Linked DNA regions of Mus musculus: region 1 is linked to region 2. The links are chromatin contacts, called in public HiChIP or PLAC-seq maps. All regions are on one chromosome and are shown on one strand. The core of a region is the stretch at or near the end of the contact, and the rest is flanking DNA. Distances in the headings are between cores, read along the strand shown. Region 1 has its middle 21 kb from the start of Krt23. Region 2 holds the start of Krt20 (keratin 20).

Region 1 (3,106 bases), core at 258-2,757, 34 kb before region 2:
AGACAGACAATACAGTCCTACGGTGCTAAGCACAAAATTAAATTGAGAACAAATAAAAAGAGTTGTTTAAGCTCATAACGTTTGTGTTATTTCTTATATAGAAATAACTAAAGCAGACGAGAAAATCGGAGTGTCTTAAATACAAAAATAGTATTTGCCCGATGACAGTAGCTGATTTATTTTACCATAGCTAAAAAGTACATTTTTATCCCATTGAGACTCAGAGGAACCTTTTGTTAACACTCAAATGGAACTTTCCAGAAGTCTTGGTTCAACAGAGACAGGTGAAGCATCAAAGAGAAAGAAGCTAAGGTTTGCCCTCCTCAGAAGCTGAGGTCTGCCCTCCTCAAAGACCATAGAGAATAAAGCCACTTCCCCTGTGTTTTCATAGCTGCCCTCTCTGCCCTGTCCCATGAGGGGACAAGCAGTGGTTGACTCTAGCCTGAACAGGAGAGAGAACGCCTGCTCCTCCCAGAGCATGCTGGGATGTCCAAGTGGATTCTTATCTTTGAGTTTCAATTGCTTCCGACTGTTTGCCTTCCTCATTCCACAGACGTTAATAATTTCCCTATAAATATTCATCGCTCTCAGTGTCACACAGATGGAGTTTCATCGCAGGGCGATCCATTTCAACACAGGCAGCCTCCACCTGGAGGGTAATACCATTCAAGGATGAGATGATCGTGACCCTCAATGACTCCCAGTTACATTAATCAGTTGTTAATACCTTGGGATTAAAAACTCCTTCATTCTGGGCTAGACTCTTACGATCTTTAATCAATAAATGCTTTTAGAAGTGGGAACAAAACACCCATGGAAGGAGTTACAGAAACAAAGTTTGGAGCTGAGATGAAAGGATGGACCATGTAGAGACTGCCATATCCAGGGATCCACCCCATAATCAGCATCCAAACGCTGACACCATTGCATATACTAGCAAGATTTTATCGAAAGGACCCAGATGTAGCTGTCTCTTGTGAGACTATGCCGGGGCCTAGCAAACACAGAAGTGGATGCTCACAGTCAGCTAATGGATGGATCACAGGGCTCCCAATGGAGGAGCTAGAGAAAGTACCCAAGGAGCTAAAGGGATCTTCAACCCTATAGGTGGAACAACATTATGAACTAACCAGTACCCCTGAGCTCTTGACTCTAGCTGCATATGTATCAAAAGATGGCCTAGTCGGCCATCACTGGAAAGAGAGGCCCAATGGACACGCTGACTTTGTGTGCCCCGGTACAGGGGAACGCCAGGGCCAAAGGGGGGGAGTGGGTGGGTAGGGGAGTGGGGGTGGGTGGGTAAGGGGGACTTTTGGTATAGCATTGGAAATGTAAATGAGCTAAATACCTAATAAAAAATGGAAAAAAAAAATTGAACCTTGAAAAAAAAAAAAAAAAAAAAAAAAAAAAAGATTGGGGGGGGGGGTTAGCATATGCCCTGGAGTGTTCGTGTTTCCTGGGCATGCTGATTTCCTGACTCGACAACGTGTCTGAGTTCATTCCTGGATGTGACTCATCCCTTCTCACTTACTATCTCATCACCACTGCCTGTCACATCTTTTTAAGGAGGATTAGAACATTTCCAGAACTTTCCGTTGAGATCATTTAAAAAGGAAAAGAACATGCCCCTGCTGTAAGGTAATGGGCTGGTTTAACTCAGTTGAGTTTTCTCTACCATCTCTGTGCATGGCTCTGTGTGTCTACATCAGTTTAATCATCCCAGCACTCACCAAAAATCTCCCTCTGAATTTTAAATGAGAATTCATCTAATGAAATTATGAATCATTTCAAGAAGACTACCGGTCTATGCTAGTTTCAAGATACATGTATACAACACAACCCAACACTCATACACATGACATAAAAATATATACATACTAGAAAAATATTAATAACTAACCATGGCTGGGAGGGTGACTCATTTGGTAAAGCACTTGCCTTGCAAGCACAAGAGCCTGAGTCCAGCACTCATAAAAATTCCAAGTGCGGTAGCACATGCTTGTGGGGAAGAAGAGAGTGTAGGATTCCAGGGCCTCTGAGTCTAGCTAAACTAAGCCTCATTCGTGAGCTCTAGGCCAGTGAGAGATCCCACCTCAAAAGCTGTGTACGGTGTTCCTGAGGATGTCTTCCGTTGCTCTCCAGTGTCCACACACGTGTGCATAACCAAACACACAAGCACACCTGCTTGTACGCATGTGCCCAGACCCAGATGATTGTGGGTGTGCATATGCACATATGTGTACCTTTAAAAGCCTGTGAGCCCTTCATCTATGTTACACATTGACTTCGTGTAACACGGCCATAGCCATGCACGACTTCATTGTCTGCACTTTGCAATCTATGAAACCGAGGCTCAGATGGAGCACGTTGACGTGCCTGGGATCCCTTAGTCATAAAATGGTGGCTCCTGAATTTGTGCCCAATGTGCTTCTGCTTTATGCCACAAGAGTCACAAACGATTTCCAAAGAGTTGTGAAAAAAAAAACTAAACATGCATCATGCAGTTTAATGGACATTTGCTAAATGTGTTTTTTTTTTTATCTGAAATGTGAAGCCAGGATGGGAAATCTGAGTTTTCAGATTTGAAGGCAGCTGGACTCCCATATTCCAGTGGTGATCAGACCTGATCTTATTGACATCGTACCAGCACTGTATGTGTGAGTCGGATAATCAGGACCAAAGAGTGACAGGATATTATAACCGTCTCACTACCCAAAACTTGAAGCATTCATGCAATGCTGTCTACAGACACGATCTCTTAACCTGAAATTAACAGCCCCTAAAATTGCATCCATTCTTACTAGGGAAACTGACTTCCTCCCTGAGAATTGGCAAATGTCAAACCTAGAGGGTGTCACACCTCAGATGTGTGCCAAGTTAGACCACACACCACTCCTAGTTTCTAGAATCCTCTCTGCCACATACCGAACCCCAAGGATCAGGGAAGATGAACAGAAGGAAGTAATAATGACAGATCACTATTGCCCCAGATATTTTCAACAGCCATTAAGGCAGAAATATTTTATTCGGTCTTATCACAAAGGCGTAGTATGAAGATTTCCACCCATCGTTTCCAGCAGCTTCGGGAGCCATGGTTTCGAGTCAC
Region 2 (3,086 bases), core at 507-3,006:
CTTTTAGAAGAGAGTTATTTGGAAAAGAAACATAAGCGGATTGTGAATTTGTGAGTGAGTGTGTGCGCGTGCGTGCGTGCACACATTTTCAGTCAGAAGTCTGAATGAAAGGAGATGTATGCAGAAGTTCTTTGCTCCACCCTTAGGGAGAGCTTAGCATCAGTCCCCGCTGGTGAGATGGGGCCCACACGTGTGCCTGGAGGAAGCAACAAAGTCTCCTGCATAGAAACAGATTCCACCTCTAGAAGGAATGTTTCTACTCAAACAAATCAATAGACCGAGTGGCCGGGGCACAGAGTAATTGCCCTCTTATATCAGCAGCTTCTGGGAAGTTAGATGTGAGTCCTGTAGCCACCTGCAACCTTCTTTCCACTCTCGGGGAGCCACTTTGCTGTGAGCGTAGGAATCTACACAGTGAAACTGGGATCCATCAGGGGTCCTAAGAGGCAGCTCCTACAGCCAGCGTTAGGAAGATAGAAGCAAAAAGAATCCCCTGGTGGTGTCTAGCTGGCCTCAGACAGAGGAAGCAGTATGCAATATATGCAATATGCCAGTTATTAAAAGCAGGAGTTTCGCAGTAATTTAATGTTGCTGTTTCTTTTTTAAGAAGCACTAGATTTAAAAATATTTGCAAGATTCTTATAACAAGTTTGTTTTTGTTTTTGTTTTTTTTTTTAAATAAGGTCCCCTTGCTAACCTAGATGTTCCTGGCAGTTGCAGGCTGCTGGGAGCCAGGCAGAGGATCTATGACCTCTGACAGGCTGCTCACACACCCAGTCCAAGGCCGCACACCCACAAGCATACAGGCAGCACTAATTAGATCCAGTTGGTTATTTTTAAAAAGAAAAAGATAAAAAGAGGTATGAAGTTTGGGTGGGGTTGTGTTAGGCGCTTCGGAGGCAGCTGGAGAGGCGAGTGGGAGAGGAGTTTATCAAGATACGCTACATGTGCATGGATGAAATTATCCAAAAATGCTATTTAAAATATCTTTTTTTAAAAAACTCCAAAATCAACTGACCCACCGCCCACCGATAATCATTTACATATTCACCTACTGACCGTATTCAATTCTTAAACGGGGGTGGGGGGAGCTGCACTTTGAGACAGTGTCTTGTTACACAACACTGGGCTAGACTGGAACACCTTACTTCAACCAGGCTGGCCTCAAACTAGTCCTGATCCCCCCCACCTCTGACTCCCGGGTGCTAGAATCTCAGGTGCACACCCACACACCCAGCTTCACTCAAGACATTTCAATAGACTGTAAATATAAATTCTAAACAAGGATAAACTTAAAAGTAAAAAAAAAATTTAAAGAAGCATAAAACATTTTTTAAAAGAAAATCATTTGAACAAGCCATTGTCTTTTCTCACCAGTGTGACTTATATTATGTTCCCACAGCTGTCTTGTTCGATGCCTGAATTATTCATATAGATTGTAAATATTCTTTATTTGTATACAGGATGAAAAAAAAAAAACCTGCCAGGGCAGGTGCAAGACCTGAAAGGACACCCCTTCCTCGTCCTTTTTGTTATCTCTGTTTATTAAAAAGAAACCTCCACTCCCACCACCCCCACAGGAAAGCCTTTAAAAAGTGCCTCTGGTAGAAATTTCTGGAATGGAATGAAACGTATTGCCGTACAAAAGAGGGGGAAGGGGAGACAGGAAGGTGGACTGTGTCATTCCTGAGGTGACACGGCAGCAGAGGAGGAGTCTCTTGAACTCTATAAAAGGTCATCTCCACAGCAGCCCGAGACAGACAGGCTGTGCTCCAAGTCCAGGCTACAGGCGTTGCCTCCCTACATCCCAGATGGATTTCAGTCGTCAAAGTTTTCACCGAAGTCTGAGTTCCTCCTCACAAGGCCCAGCACTCAGCATGAGTGGCTCGCTGTATAGGAAGGGGACTGTGCAGCGTCTGGGGGCTGCACCCAGCGTCTATGGTGGGGCTGGAGGCCATGGCACTCGCATCTCTGTCTCCAAAGCCGTAATGAGCTACGGGGGTGATCTCTCCAACGGATCGGACCTGTTTGGGGGCAATGGGAAACTGGCAATGCAGAACCTGAACGACAGATTGGCAAACTACCTAGAAAAAGTGCGCTCCCTGGAGCAATCCAATTCCAGACTTGAAGCCCAGATCAAGCAGTGGTACGAAACCAACGCGCCGAGCACCATCCGAGACTATAGCTCCTACTACGCACAGATTAAAGAGCTGCAAAATCAGGTGAGCCATGAAGCCTGTAATTTCTACCTCACTGTTTAGTTGCCTAATGGATTGAGAGATGTATGCTAGGTGAATTCGAACACATGAAGCAGATTAGGTTGAAATGTATAATTGAAAAAAAAATGTATTTTATCATGTGGTATCTGTAAACAGGATGAGTCTAACTCACATTTTTTCTAAAACTTCAACTAATTATATATAAAATATGATCATTTTATCATCCAAAATTGCAGTTCAAATCTTTGTTATGGCTTACAATATAAGGTCTTCATTGTGGATAATCTTATTTTTCAAAGACCTCCAATGGTTTCTATATGTGAGTTTGCCAGTAGTCTTTACTAACTTTGAAGACTCAAGTTGATTTAAAGAGATTTTTCATCTTTCATTATATGAATGTTATAACAAATATATTAACCTACTATGGGTATAAATAACAAAAGGGTTCAGGGTGGATACAGATTACAGATATTAATGATATGTATACTGATTGATAAATAGTTGTGTGATAGGGGATGGATGGATGGATGGATGGATGGATGGATGGATGGATGAACTGCTCTTTGATACAAGATCTGTGTATCCCAGGCTAGTCTGGACCTCACCATCCTCCTGCCTCCACTGCCTCAGCACTGGGGTTAAAGAACTGTGCCACCATACACGGTTCTGATACCTGGATTTTTTAGTGTCTTATTTAATTATCTCCTCACTATCACCAAGCATTTTATAATGCACCTCTGTGATAATAAAATGTTCTATTGCCCCCAATTTAAGTTTATTACAGTCATATCACAATCTGTTCCTGTGTCATCCATGGTAGGTGGGGTTCCCCTTTCTATAAAGCCAATGGAATAAAAGTGGGAGACT

What was found. HiChIP or PLAC-seq counts read pairs in DNA pulled down with a chosen protein or histone mark.
Region 1: a contact with region 2 is called in an HNF4G HiChIP or PLAC-seq map of pancreatic cancer cells. The contact joins the enhancer-like site here to the promoter of Krt20 in region 2. A contact is called at or near these places in 6 of 39 promoter capture datasets (the HPC-7 cell line, embryonic stem cells, frontonasal cranial neural crest and 2 more), 5 of 484 Hi-C or Micro-C datasets (astrocytes, embryonic stem cells and forebrain), 4 of 115 datasets of contacts at active chromatin or transcription factors (embryonic stem cells, intestinal villus epithelium, kidney and 1 more) and 2 of 9 other capture datasets (adipose tissue and pancreatic islet).

The regions. Positions count from the first base shown.
Region 1 is chr11:99,471,007-99,474,112 of GRCm38.p6, reverse strand. No RefSeq gene overlaps it. Among named protein-coding and RNA genes, the nearest start is that of Krt23, 21 kb to the left of the region's middle. Within about 2 kb of position 1,507, at least 45 of the 459 cell types and tissues checked have an H3K27ac peak or open chromatin away from gene starts, as enhancers often do. A contact at or near this core is called in pancreatic cancer cells, where this site is marked.
Region 2 is chr11:99,436,823-99,439,908 of GRCm38.p6, reverse strand. It overlaps Krt20 (keratin 20), which reads left to right and starts at 1,756. Exons shown (of 8, transcript NM_023256.2): 1 at 1,756-2,222. The coding sequence starts at 1,812.